Regions from separate parts of the Mus musculus genome. Here regions 2, 3, 4 and 5 are each linked to region 1. A link is a contact called in public HiChIP or PLAC-seq and promoter capture Hi-C data. All regions are on one chromosome and are shown on one strand. Each heading gives the region's core, a stretch centred on a gene start, on an enhancer-like site or on the middle of the called end of the contact. The rest is flanking DNA. Distances are from core to core; before and after follow the strand shown. Region 1 holds the start of Eapp (E2F-associated phosphoprotein). Region 2 overlaps Gm34894 (a long non-coding RNA gene). Region 3 has its middle 37 kb from the start of Gm40423. Region 4 holds the start of 1700031P21Rik (RIKEN cDNA 1700031P21 gene). Region 5 overlaps Gm35239 (a long non-coding RNA gene).

Region 1 (2,567 bases), core at 24-2,523:
CGAAGGTCCGAAGTTCAAATCCCAGCAACCAGGCTCACAACCACCCGTAATGAGATCTGATGCCCTCTTCTGGAGTGTCTGAAGACAGCTACAGTGTACTTATATATAATAAATAAATAAATCTTTAAAAAAAAAAAAAAAAAAAAAACTAAAACACCAGGTAGAAAGCAAGTCTTTCGCAATGCTAAAGTAAATGTTTTCTATTTTTTCAACAAAAATGCCAGGGGAGAGCGCGAACGCAGTCCCCCACTACCACAAATTATGCAGTCGAGTTTCCCGCATTTGGGGAAATCGCAGGGGTCAGCACATCCGGAGTGCAATGGATGAGCCTCGCCCTGGGAAAACCACCTTCGTGATCATGGTATCTCCCCTGCCAGGTAAGTATGAGTTGCGAGTGCCGTGTGCAGGCTCTCCATCATTGTATACTTACTTTATAACTACGGTCTCTTCCTCAATGCGTCTTCTCTACATTATATTCTCTTTTCTAACCTTGATCCATAAATATACGCTTATATTATGTAAATATTATCAATAACGGAAAAAAATGTCTATTTAGGGAGAACCGGTAGCCTTTGCGTGAAATTCTCATCTACATATTCCACGCCTTTGTGGTGACGCCGCGGGAACTCGTCTGTAGGCCCCTCAACGCGACTCCGCCCACTAAGGCTGTGAGGCGGGGGCGGGGTTTGTTGGTAGTGGGCAATCGAATCTGGAATTCAAAACCTAAGCTTCTGCCCAGGCTCTGGGCAAAGAAAAAGTTTTTTTTAGCTCAATTCAGTTTCTGCTAGCGGAGGACAGGATTCTAAGAGATCCACCCTTGTTAAGTTTAACTAGTAAAAGAAAAATCGTTTTTCCGTGGTGTTTTTCTGAGTAGGTCTATTATACATTATTTACTTGCACACAGCCAATAAACCTAATAAAAACCATGAGAGAAGGGCTAAGATAACAACTTTGAAGAAATAAATCTGACTGGATAGTGATATACAACTGTAATCTCAGCTCTCCGCAGGTCACGGTAAGCAGAGCGAAGCCAGCCTGGGCTACATAACTGGTTACAGGTTAGACTGGGTTAGTGAGACCTTTTCAAAACCTAAATAAAGCTTAAGTTAAGAGGAGGAGGAGGAGGAGGTGGCGGCGGCGGCGGCGGCGAGAAGAAAAATGCACAAAGACAACTGCTATTTTCAGCGGAAAAGAAAACGTAGAGACGTGTTAACATTGACCCTCCGCACGCCCCGTCTCTTGCATCCTTGTCACTGGACGGCTTGCGCAGGCGCACAGGAAGGACTCGCAGTACGGGCGGAAGTGGAGTCTCCGGGAAGCTTTGGGGAAGGCGCTGGCGGAGTACACAGACGCCGGGGCGGTGTAGGCGTCCTCAGGTCGCCATGAACCGACTCCAGGATGACTATGACCCGTACGCGGTGGAAGAGCCGAGCGACGAGGAGCCGGCTCTGAGCAGGTGGGCCGCTGCCCCGCGTCTCCGCCCTGCCTTGGCTGAGGCCGTTGTGTTGTTCGCGCCGGCCGTCCCTGGGCGCAGTGTCGTCCGCTTCACTTGCGGGAGCCTCGGGGCGCTTGATGGCGCTGCTCAGTCTCTAGGGAACCAGGATGGACAGCAGTGCGGGAAGAGGGATGTTCCGGAATTACGTGGGCCCCCAGGCGTGAAGCCTTAGATGGAACCCTGTTTACCGTTTACTAGCACTGTGACCGAAGGCAAGTCAGTTCTCGGCCTCGCATCTGTAAATGGAAATACAAGTATGGGACAGTGTCCTAAGCTAGTGAGGGCCTGGCCCTTAGCACGAAGTACTTATCTTGAAGACTGTCAAGTAGAAACTAGGGAATAGAGAATGGAAAAAAAAAAAAAAAGGAATGGGCTTTTTTTTTTTTTTTAAGTTATGATCTCCACACGCATGCCATAGCACCCATATGCCCATATACACAACATTTTTCTTTCTTTCTTCCTTCCTTTCTTCCTTTCTTTCTTTCTTTTGTTTTTCGAGACAGGGTTTCTCTGTATAGCCTGGCTGTCCTGGAACTCACTCTGTAGAGCAGGCTGGCCTCGAACTCAGAAATCCGCCTGCCTCTGCCCCCCAAGTGCTGGGACCAAAGGCATGCGCCACCATGCCCGGCTATACACAACATTTTTAAAACTGTAATTTAAAAGTTAAATGAATTAAGTCAGACATGGTAGTGTATGCCTATAATCCCATCATTTAGGAGGCCAGAGGGTGAAGAGTTCAAAGCTGGTTCTGGGCTACGTAAGATTTTGTCTTAAAACAAGAAAAAAATGTCCAAGGCATTTCTTGCAGCTGGCTTTTGCTTTGTTGTTCTTTTTCCCGCAGTTTTTTTTTTTTTTTTTTTTTTTTTGTTTTGTTTTTTTTGAGACAGGGTTTCTCTATAGCCCTGGCTGTCCTGGAACTCACTTTGTAGACCAGGCTGGCCTCGAACTCAGAAATCCACCTGCCTCTGCCTCCCGAGTGCTGGGATTAAAGGCTTGCGCCACCACGCCCAGCTCACGCCTGGCTTTTTTCTCCGCGTCTTAATCTACAACTTGTCTCCTTCCATGTGGGTCC
Region 2 (2,567 bases), core at 21-2,520, 2.9 Mb after region 1:
CCAGAAACTGCTCTGACTTCTAAGGTTTCATGCCTGAGAAAGTTTTCATGGGAAACAATAAAGGTCACAAAACAACTTTCCTTCAGATGTCCTGCCCTGTGCCGCAATGTTTGCCAAGAACTGTTTCCCCGCCTCCTGGTTCCTCTCATTGGCCCGTTGGTCTTTCCATCACAGGTGACCTCCAGTATCTTGGTCCCACATAGCTCAGGGTGAAGAGCTGAGTAATCCTGAACCTGGGGCTGCTGCCGGAACAACCTTTCACACAGTGCCCACTGCTCCCGGTTGCACAACATGTTTGACTGCGAGAGATAAACGCCAGGTTTACATTTGACTCCAGTCACCTTCGGGGCCAGCAGCCGGAGCCTGTAAACAGCACCCACTCCTTTAGAAAGGCGCGACTTTCCCAAAGTCCTGCCTTCCGAGCGCTGCGCCAGGCTGGGAGGAGGTGGACAAGGAAGGGGAGTATTCCAAAGAAAAAGGAGGCTACAAGCAAGCTCTCGACTCTGTTTAGGAAGAAAAGGAAGAGCCGAGCTGAAGCATTGGCCCTGCGGGGGGTGGGGGTGGGGCTCATTTTGTGAACTGGAATTTAAGAACTAAAACTAGTCCCCCTAACGTGTTTCTGTTTACCCATCAGAAATCAATCTCTGATTGGAGCAGGTACTTTTTCCTCCGTAAAACAGGCCAAAGAGGAAACGGAACTGTCTTAGTACTAAAATAATCTGTAATTTAATTGATGTTGCATGTTAGGCTTATTGAAGACACCACTATGAGAAGATTCTGTGCTTTGTTTTCTGACACTGAAAACTGCAGGGTGGGGGCGAGAAAAATCCCCCCACGACTTCACACAGGTTATAGGAGGAAAACTAATAGTCGAGAAGGAGGGATTTCAGTGGATTCTTTCAAGAATAAACATGTCTTACTCAGATCTTGAAGCCTGTGACTATCGAGTACATCTAAGTACATCGAGTTCCTTCTGTTGGTTGAAGCTAGGTTTGCTGCGTCTTGAGTCCAGATGGAACAATGACACTAAGACAAAGCCTTAAGCAATTTTGTTTGCTAATAAGATGTCAGACCACTAATGAAAGGGCAGCTTGCTTTGGCTTAGGAGAGCAAGCTTCCCATAGAAAGCAGCTCCTAAGTGTGAAAGAGCAATATTTGATTCCCTTCCTCCCTAGTGGTAAAAAAGATGTTTTTGAGTGGCTAGCAGAGAGGAAGAGAAGGCTAGCCGTCTACTGATAAGATAGGATCATAGGAACATTTGTTTGGTTTTGCTTTGCAGATGGGGACTGAAGCCAGGGAAGCTTGCCTGCTAGGCAAGCACGCTGTCACTGAATTATCCCTCCCCACCCCCACCCCTCCGGCCCACATAGGGAAAATTCTGTAGTCGTTAAGATCGCTGTCGGTCCAGCTGCCCTTCTCCAAGACTGAGTAAGACATTGTGAGCTCTTTAAGAAGGAGAATCACTTCATAGTTAAATTATGCTCATGGACATTACACGTGCCCGTTCATTAATATTTAGGGAACACACCGGCCTCAGCAGTTCCAAACACCTGAGTATAGACAATGCTTCTTCCAATGTGGACAGGAGTAAAACACCAAAGTTCATCTTCTGAATAATGAACCACCAGCTTCAGAGTGTAAATGCTGCCTCCTCCAGAGGCTAAGGGCCTCTCTTCCCAACCCTACTCCCCTCTATTCTCCCACTTCCTTCTCCCCTTCCCTATCCCATTTAGTTTTCATTTTTGCTCATTGTGCAGCCTGACTGCATGAAGCCCAGGCTGGCCAAGAACTTGCTTTGTAGTCAGTCCTTCCTTCTGAGCCAGCTGTGTGCTGGGACAGCATTCTGACACACAATAGGTATTTTTTTCAGTTCCAGGTATCAGAGCCAGGACTTAGAGGTCTAGGTAGGTGTAAGTGCGCTGCCATTGAGTTCCGCTGCTAGCCCTGAAATAGAGTATCTAGCTCACCGGGGGGGCTGCAGACTCTAGATGATTCTGGCCCTATCTATCTCTTAAAAGTCAATATCTGGTCCATTAAAAAAAAAATCACACAGGAAGTTGATGTGGGAGCATTGAGAATTCAGGGCTATTCTGGGCTCTATCACCAAAGTTTGTCTCTCAAAAACTAAAACCTGATAGAAAGAGTCAACATCAGACCCAATGAAACAGACATTAAAATAACAGATTACACCTATTTTGGAGAATCATCTATGTCTCCTCCCTGTTGGAAAGCTATGAGTGTATTTTTTAAAATGAATTCACCTTCAGCTGATGTATACTGTATTGTTGAGCAATCAGAGATTTCTTTGAGTTGATTTTTTTTTGTAGAAATGTCCCCAGAAAGCAATTTGAGCGATGAAGAATTTTTGTTCTTATCACAGTCTATTGCAAACAACAGTGGATCGTCCTGAAGTACATTTCATAGTTTTTATTTAATCCTAATTATTTTTATCATTGTTGTTGACATATCATCAAGCTTTTGACCTCCTTTCAGAACGTGCTCTTACTGACTAGAATGACAAAAGCCTCCGTAGTCCATGGGGAACCTGGAGGAGTGAGACAGATCTG
Region 3 (2,567 bases), core at 43-2,542, 2.3 Mb after region 1:
AACCAAAGTTTATAGACCTATTGACTTGCCAAAAATTCTTATTACACATTTTATTTATGAATTTGTATATTTACAGTCATGAAGAATATTGGTTTGCAATTTTTTTCCCATTTGTGCTTTGTAAAGTTTTAGTTTCAGGGTTTTCTGATCTTACAATGGGAGTTGGGACTACATCAGCCAAAATGACATCAGAGAAAGAACTCTAGGACATATGTTGCAAATGTGATGTTTGTAGGCAGGTTTTTATGGACATAATATATATTTCAATCTCCTTTAATCCATCAGCCAACTTTTAGGTCAATTCTATCTTTGGGCTCATTTCATGAGAAACTGAGACAGAAAGGAAGGTTCAGCAATCTGCTCTGTGATTCATTGCTCACAATTGGCTGGATTCGAGGATCATTGCTTGGCCCCCATGTCCAAGCCTTTCCACTGCTTCCTAGACACGTTCAAAAATAGCTTCCAACTTACCTCGGCAGACTGTGTTTGTTCTTTGTGTACAGATAAAATTAGTTAGTCACAAGCACTTACTCTAACTGTCCAAATTAACACTGCACATGTGTCAAATGGACCTAAACTGTTGCTGAAGGCAGGGGAACCAGGAAGCGGGCGATCTCTTTTCATTCCAAGTGATTTGGATCAACACCAGCCTTCAAGATTTCTGCTATGGAGATAAATCAGGGCCTGTAGTAACCCGAGTCTCACCATATTCAATGTCTAATTTTTGCTAGGAATCAAGGACACAGCAGCTAAAACATGACCTGTGTTGGAGCCTGTACAAAGTCACTATGCATTACTTAACTGCTACACATTGGCCCAGAAGTATTTCATTAACAACACTCTTGCTGTAGATTCTATCTAGTTACCATAGAAACTTTGAAGGAAAAGCTTGTTTGTAACCCTTGGACTAGGTTCATTATGCAGCTCTATAGCTCTATTTAAAGATTCCCCTTGTTATTTTAAACTCTTCCCTTTCTGCTTGCTTGTTTTCTTCTCCTGCTAGACAGCTCAGTCAAATCCATTCATGACCTTCAAACAGCCACTCACGTGGTTTTCAGGGCACAGTTCCTGAAGGTGGATGTCTATAGCCAATGGCGCTTTTCTGTGTTTATCTGTGAAATAGACTTTGGTTACCACAAGATTTTGGTTGTTGTTGGTTTTTTTGTTTTTTTTTTTTAAAGCTGAAGTTTCACTTCATCAAAAATAAAAATGAACTGTCTTGTTTCTATTCTCTCTGTCAAATGAACTTCCCATCCAGTCCAGGTCTTCACAGAAGGCCCCATGAGTCCCCACTCAACTCCTCAGACATCTTTTAAGTAGGAAGTGTCTGCTTTCTAGAAGCTCTGAGTCTTCCTGTCCTCCCACCAGCCCTTTCCTCCTGGAGTTGCCAAATACAGCACTTAGCTGTGCTGGCCTCTACAGTTTCCCCTCCCCTGGGGTACTCATATCTCAGAGCACTTTACAGCCAGTGGGCCCCCAGGAAGTGAACTCCTGCCTGCCTCCCTACTAGGCAACATCTCCCAACAGGGTCCCTCTGTTCTCCTGCCTGATGTCCATTTGGCCCACGTGGAAATTCCCATCTGTTTGCAATTGGTTTTGTTCTGCAGGAGAGAGGTGGGTGTTGGACAACTGGGTTGCATTTATCAGGGTCATTCAGGGTCTGGTTTGGAGGGAAGGTTGGGGGCCAGATGTGGAACACTTCTAGAGGCTAAAAAGTATAACCTGTGGAGTTTAGAAGATTGTTTGGAGGGTTTTTGATTTTGGTCATAGAAGGAGTTGAGGTCAGATACCACAGCTGAGGGCAATTCCACATGAACGCTATGTGTCCCCTCAAAGACAGATCCAGTCTTCCAGAGAGAAAGTAGAGGTTGGGGCCCTGTGTCCAGGGCATACCTGCCTTTCCAGCTGACTTAACCCCTCAAGTGAGGATACAAATTTGGCATAATTTCATAAGTCCACTGAGGAACACACTGCGGGAATTCGTGGACTAACTTTTCAGATTTATTTTCACTATAAATTATGGATTTCTTTTTAAAGCAATGTCTTTATTGAGATATACTCTCTATCCAATAAAAGACCCTCTAAACTTTGTAATTTAGGGTAAGGGGTAGACAGTACTCGCCTAGCTTGCACAAAGTCCTGGGTTTGACCCCCAGCTCTGCTAAAGTATATGATACAGGGGATTTGGGTATTTGTAGAGTTGGGCAAATATTACTTCTCTAATTTTAGAATATTTGTATCATTCTACTCTAAACATTCTGTAGCCATTTATCCCAACTTCCCACTCTCTTCCCTGAGTCCTCAGAAACCAACAACCTGCCTTCTGTTTCTGACCACAAGTTTCTGGCCACCACCCAGTGACTTTAGGTATCCCCGTAGACAAACGCAAAGCCAAATGTGCACCGGGATTGATCACACTCCTCAGAAACCATTGCTGTGTTTCTCAGGCTCTAGCAAACCCAGCCTCATTCTCCCTATCACTGAAAAGAACAGATGGCTGAAGCCGTCTCCAGGCCAAGGCTGTGCCTCTGTATTGCCAAACATGCTGATGAGCCCTGTAACTCAGC
Region 4 (2,567 bases), core at 24-2,523, 2.1 Mb after region 1:
TCCGTGTGGTTTACCTTGGGGTTATGCAAATTAGCTCCTGGTGCATGTTGGGTAAGAGCCTTCCTCTAGAGGCCTGGGGAGGGGAGTGAGTTCTCTAAGCAGTCCGCTATCCGGCACGCTGGGAGGCTCGCTGTTCTCCTACGTCTGTGTGGGAGCTTGAGAAATGTGTGGCAGCTAAGTGACCAGGGCCCTGACTCGATCACCTACTCCCCCCACACACTAAAACAGGACACTTGTTACCTATGTTCCACTAGTCCAATGCCTGTTGAAGTATGCCCAACCCGCCAGGTGACCCCTCCCCAGCATAGCCTACTCGGTCCCAGAACTATGGGCACCATACTCTAGGAACGCAGCAAAAGCTTGGGGAGGTCCTCTAGAGCCTGGGGTACAGTCTGTTCCCAGCAGGCGCTGCCCGGCCTGGACCCGCGAGTTTGACTGGGCGGCCACGCCCGTCCACTCTCTGCGGGTGGCCGGTCGCAGGTAACGCCTGCCTGTGCACATTTTGCGCAGGCGCCGATTAGGTCCAGGACCGAGGCTCGGGGACCAGGGGCCGCACCCCTTCACAGGTGTCTGGCAGGCGCTAGACGTTGCCTGGTAACCAAACATCCGGAACACAGATGCAAGGGCGGAAGCCCACCTACTTGGCCTGAGAGGGAAATTTAAGGATTTACACTGCTCACTTTGGAGTAGAATAATAGCAGAGTCACTCTTGTACTTCCGTTCCTTTTCCTGTATATTAAATGACATGTTAGCCCTGTTATGATACAAATGTGTAAAACATACCTACTTGGAGGAAATATTTGTTGTAATTTTAAATAACAGCGAAGTCTTAGCTGTTCAAGTCATAGCTTTGTGGGCTGTAAAATGAGGGACAAAGGTCAGAAACTGCTAGTTTGGTGTGGTTTCAGTATTTCTCAGAATGAAGTCTGGGCAAAGGTTTTCCTGTGTGCTTATAATTATCACCATTAGTCGGCTGTGGTGTGGCACCTGCCTGTAATCCCAGTACTTGGGTGGGAAACAGAGAAGAACTAGAAGTTCAAGGGCAGATTTCCCTACATAGTGAATACAAGCCCAGCCTAGGCTAGTCAGCTAAAATTCCTTCTCTTGAGCAGACAGACAAGGCCTATCCTTGTTCCAGCAGCAAACAGAAGAGTCCTCCAAAGGACACTCTGCGGAGGGAATGGTGAGTTGAGCTTCCTTCTATGACGTAAAGGAGGAGTTGCTCACAGAGCCAGGGTGTTCATCCCCCCAAGTTACGCCTAGAAAGCCTTTACCCAGTCGGGATGAAGACTTCTCCACCCAGCCACCCCACTCCCTTAGTCTTCCTAGGTTACAGACTCTACCCCTCCCCTCAGCGAGGCCACTTCTAGTTATGGATAAAATTGCGTACTACAGTAGGTAGGGTGGATACTCAGGTAAGGGTCGCCTGACCTCCCTGCCCCTTTATGAGCAGGTGTGGGTCAACAAGCCCAGCTGAGATGATCTTTTGCCAGTAGACATTACAGAATGTGGTAAGATAGATTTTGTTTGTTTCAGAAGATAGTCCTGTACAACACCTATACAAACTGTCTCAATTCATTAACAAACGAACTACCGAAGGACAAGGCAAGTTACTACTTAATTTAACTAGAGTTTCTTTTTTTTTTTTTTCCCTTCTCCTCGTCCTCCCATCTTTCCTCCAACTTGGCATGAGAAAATAATTTTAAAACTTGTTTAATTGGCACCGGTTTTCTGATATGCAGAAAAAGAAGGGTTATGAAGTCACGCAGAGCCGGGCGGTGGTGGCGCACACCTTTAATACCAGCATTCGGGAGGCAGAGGCAGGCGAATTTCTGAGTTCGAGGCCAGACTGGTCTACAGAGTGGGTTCCAAGACAACCAGGGCTATTCAAAGAAACCCTGTCTCAAAAAAAAAAAAAAAGAAAGTTGGTTGTTTTCTAACAACTTTTGAAAAGTAATAAAACACTGTTCTTCCCCCAGGAAAAACAGGAGTGAAAATGACAGGTCTATTGAATTAAAATTTCCAATTAGATGCTTTTTAAAAATGCTTTGGTGTAACTTTCTATTAGCCTGCCTTTTATGATAATTTTGTATTTATTTACTTTCCATCTAGATTGCAACTTCCCCTTTCTCCTCTCCTCTGAGACCCTCCCTCCCTCCCTCTCCTCACAGTCCCTCCCTCTCACCTCACCTCTCCCCCTCCCCCTCCCTTTGTTTCCATAAACTAACATTCAGATGTCTGAATGAATGCTTAATCAAGCCAACTTCAGGTTTAGGTCAGTAAACAAGCATTAATTTAATGATTTTTATCTCAACATCCCCATGAGGTTAAATGGGTTTTAGTACTTCTTTTAATATTTTTATTGCATTGTTTATTTATTTCCTTTGCATGTGTGTTGTGGTCAGAGGACAATTTGCCAGGAGTTAGATTTCTCCTTCCACCAAGTAGGTTCTAGGGATAAAACCCTCATTCATTGGGCTGGATAGCAAGCGCCTTTACCAATCTCACTGATTTTCAGTACTTCTGAGGACTCCAAAGTATGTGGGTAAGATTTAGTTTTCTTTTCT
Region 5 (2,567 bases), core at 48-2,547, 2.1 Mb after region 1:
TTTTTTTTTTTTTTTTTTTTTTTTTTTTTTTTTTTTTTGTCTCTCAGAGGTCCTTGGTATCAGTTCTTTAAAAGTTAGCGGGGCTAAGGGTGTGCTTAGCAAGCACGAGTCTCTGAATTCAATCCCCAACGTGAAAAACATTTTTTTTTTGTAAATGCCCGATGTGTTGGAAAGGATTCTGCATATTTTAAAGCCGCACTCACACTCCACCCTACAATCCTGGTTACATGATACTTTGGTTTTCACAGAGAAGCAGAAACTGCAGGAAGAAGCATAACACAAGGAAACCCTGGATGATCAACTGCAAAGGCTTGGATCAATACCATCTCCGTGTTAGAAACCCAGCGCGTAGCTTCTGCATTGAAAACAGCACTAGTCCCAACAGAAGCTTTCACTGTCATCTGTCACCTGTGTTTGTGGAGATGCAATTATAGTATATATAAAAAAAATCATCCATGGACTTGGCATTGCCTCTTTTTAAGGAGAAAAGCTGTGCAGTTGTCAAAGTTACACAGGAGAACCACCATAATTCAGTGTCTATTTCAGGTACTACACAAGGCAGATGGCTTGCTTTCTAGGACTAAGGATCTCATTCTGCAGTGCCCTGCCCTGAACAAGAAAGGTAATGGAAAAACATCCCATACAAAAGGAAAACCCACACCATGTAGTTCTTAAAGAAGCCACTGCAACTTAGGAATCGGGACTACGACTGTGAGCTTTGTGAGTAATTTTGAAAAATAATTTGAACTACAAAAGTAAGATTAACTGTGTTTCTCCCAAACATCCAACAATCATATCCACAGTACCACTCTCAGGCCTAAGTAAATGCAAGTCAGGAAATGAACCTGAGGGGTTGGGCAATGGTGGCGCATGCCTTTAATCCCAGCACTTGGGAGGCAGAGGCAGGCAATTTTTTGAGTTCGAGGCCAGCCTGGTCTACAGAGTGAGTTACAGGACAACCAGGGCTACACAGAGAAACCCTGCCTCAGAAAACAAACAAACAAACAACCCCCCCTAAAAAACAGAAAAAAGAAAATGAACCCTAGAATAAAAATCCTAGAAACACTTAGCAGCTTGAATTTGATTATTAGATTCATACTCCCTCTTCATGCTCTCTTCTTTGCTTTTCAGGTTCAGTCTGGTCTTCCCTCATCCCCAAATAATAGGGTCCCCAAGATGTCCTATGCTCTGTACTTTCTCAAATGGTATCTGCCTCCTGAGACAACGTTTCTTATTGCTGGAAAGGACCTGGCAGGAGCCAATGCAGCTGTTTCTATGGGGAGTGAAACTTGACCCTGAGAAACAGAGTCCTTAAAGCCACAGCTCAGCACCCCTAGGGTCAGGATTTACCCCATCATCACCGTCCTGTCACCTCAAGGTTTGTCATCTTCACCATTCAAAAGTACATGGCTCCATCATTCTTTCTTTAGAAAATAGCCCTTTGGTGGACCCGGCATTTGGGATTACACTTTTTTCAGAAGAGACAGGCAGGGCAAGCAGGAGACAACATCTTGAACTATATGGGTACTTTCCATTTGAGGAATCACGCTCTGCCGGTATGTGACTCATGCTCAAAACATACAAACACCAAGGTCTAAGCTGTGGTGAGCTGATCCTTGGCAGCTGAACAAACTGTAAGCTCCATGAGAGTGGGCTCTGTTGTCCCCATTCCCATCCCCTCTGCCTCATCTCTCCATTGCCACCGTCACCACCACCTTCTTTATAGTTCCCTATCTTACTTGGATCTAGAACTTTTCATCAAAACTCTATTACTAGTAAATACCTACCATCCACTGACGCTTTGATAGCCTTTAGTTTATTGTTTGACATCTCTAGAATTTCAATTTAACCACCTTAAGGGGAAAAAGACGTTTGCCCCCATTGTAGGCCTCCAATCTGAAAGATCAGCTGCAAGACCTTTGTGACCAAGCCCTAACCACTCTCTCTGTGCACAGCCAAGTTTTTCAGCCTTTGGAAGACTAGCAAATTGTTCACAAGACCAGCTCCCTTCTCCAGTGACCTACTGATCCCCTCCTACTCTCTGGCTCTTAGCATATGCATTCTTTTCTAAAGTAATCTAAAACCTAACTTCCTGCTACCTTCTTTTTTTCCCAGCTGTCCAGACCTAGAAAACACGATGATATTGCTTATTTAGTTCTGCCTGTGATGCTCAATAAACAACAAGATGCCTGTTTGCCACATCCTGTTCCATCTCACCTTATTAGCTGGAGTTCTATTTTCACCCTGTAACACACTAGGGGTTGCTGTTGCAATATCCAGGTCGAAGGAGCTTCAACGCAGACAAGAGAAGTGAGAGAAGCTTGAGAGTCCTGGAAAACATTCTAGCTAAGACTCTGTCTTTAGAAGATGTGTGCAGCACACAATCCCCGGACAAACCTCTCAAGCAGTACAATGTAAGAGGGTGGCTGAAGATCCCCAAGCTGAACGTTTTCCTGTAAGGCTCACTGGCATAACCACGTATCTCTTGATAACTGCTGGCTGTGCCCAGTAATCCTTACTTGCCACCACAAAGTTCTGCTTAGACAACCAAGGAGTAAACACTTCCA

What was found. Promoter capture Hi-C pulls out the DNA fragments that hold promoters and counts their contacts. HiChIP or PLAC-seq counts read pairs in DNA pulled down with a chosen protein or histone mark. Capture Hi-C pulls out chosen DNA fragments and counts their contacts.
Region 2: a promoter capture Hi-C map of liver shows a contact between it and region 1, with 7 times the contacts expected there. The contact joins the enhancer-like site here to the promoter of Eapp in region 1. A contact is called at or near these places in 10 of 39 promoter capture datasets (the 3T3-L1 cell line, 3T3-L1-derived adipocytes, the C10 cell line and 5 more), 1 of 484 Hi-C or Micro-C datasets (B cells) and 2 of 9 other capture datasets (adipose tissue and liver).
Region 3: an H3K27ac HiChIP or PLAC-seq map of embryonic stem cells shows a contact between it and region 1, with 6 times the contacts expected there. The contact joins the enhancer-like site here to the promoter of Eapp in region 1. A contact is called at or near these places in 4 of 39 promoter capture datasets (cranial neural crest, embryonic stem cells, hippocampal neurons and 1 more) and 2 of 115 datasets of contacts at active chromatin or transcription factors (astrocytes and embryonic stem cells).
Region 4: a contact with region 1 is called in a promoter capture Hi-C map of adipose tissue, with 8 times the contacts expected there. The contact joins the promoter of 1700031P21Rik here to the promoter of Eapp in region 1. A contact is called at or near these places in 12 of 39 promoter capture datasets (the 3T3-L1 cell line, 3T3-L1-derived adipocytes, the C10 cell line and 6 more), 2 of 484 Hi-C or Micro-C datasets (B cells and round spermatid), 9 of 115 datasets of contacts at active chromatin or transcription factors (astrocytes, cardiomyocytes, double positive thymocytes and 6 more) and 2 of 9 other capture datasets (adipose tissue and liver).
Region 5: a promoter capture Hi-C map of liver shows a contact between it and region 1, with 2.0 times the contacts expected there. The contact joins the enhancer-like site here to the promoter of Eapp in region 1. A contact is called at or near these places in 4 of 39 promoter capture datasets (the 3T3-L1 cell line, hippocampal neurons and liver), 1 of 115 datasets of contacts at active chromatin or transcription factors (astrocytes) and 1 of 9 other capture datasets (adipose tissue).

What each region holds. Positions count from the first base shown.
Region 1 is chr12:54,694,600-54,697,166 of GRCm38.p6, reverse strand. It overlaps Eapp (E2F-associated phosphoprotein), which reads left to right and starts at 1,273. Exons shown (of 6, transcript NM_025456.4): 1 at 1,273-1,456. The coding sequence starts at 1,383. It overlaps Gm22513 (a small nuclear RNA gene), which reads right to left and starts at 385; the gene lies at 222-385.
Region 2 is chr12:51,842,769-51,845,335 of GRCm38.p6, reverse strand. Gm34894 (a long non-coding RNA gene) reads left to right here. Exons shown (of 3, transcript XR_381584.4): 2 at 175-2,567. Among named protein-coding and RNA genes, the nearest start is that of Gm34894, 7.8 kb to the left of the region's middle. Within about 2 kb of position 1,270, at least 393 of the 459 cell types and tissues checked have an H3K27ac peak or open chromatin away from gene starts, as enhancers often do. A contact at or near this core is called in B cells, adipose tissue, hippocampal neurons and 1 more, where this site is marked.
Region 3 is chr12:52,396,691-52,399,257 of GRCm38.p6, reverse strand. No RefSeq gene overlaps it. Among named protein-coding and RNA genes, the nearest start is that of Gm40423, 37 kb to the right of the region's middle. Within about 2 kb of position 1,292, at least 107 of the 459 cell types and tissues checked have an H3K27ac peak or open chromatin away from gene starts, as enhancers often do. A contact at or near this core is called in embryonic stem cells, hippocampal neurons and liver, where this site is marked.
Region 4 is chr12:52,601,028-52,603,594 of GRCm38.p6, reverse strand. 1700031P21Rik (RIKEN cDNA 1700031P21 gene) reads left to right here and starts at 1,273. Exons shown (of 3, transcript NR_045910.1): 1 at 1,273-1,415; 2 at 1,540-1,605. Gm35239 (a long non-coding RNA gene) reads right to left here and starts at 642. Exons shown (of 7, transcript XR_001780617.2): 1 at 1-642.
Region 5 is chr12:52,635,386-52,637,952 of GRCm38.p6, reverse strand. The region is part of intron 3 of Gm35239 (a long non-coding RNA gene); the gene reads right to left. Among named protein-coding and RNA genes, the nearest start is that of Gm23296, 32 kb to the right of the region's middle. Within about 2 kb of position 1,297, at least 68 of the 459 cell types and tissues checked have an H3K27ac peak or open chromatin away from gene starts, as enhancers often do.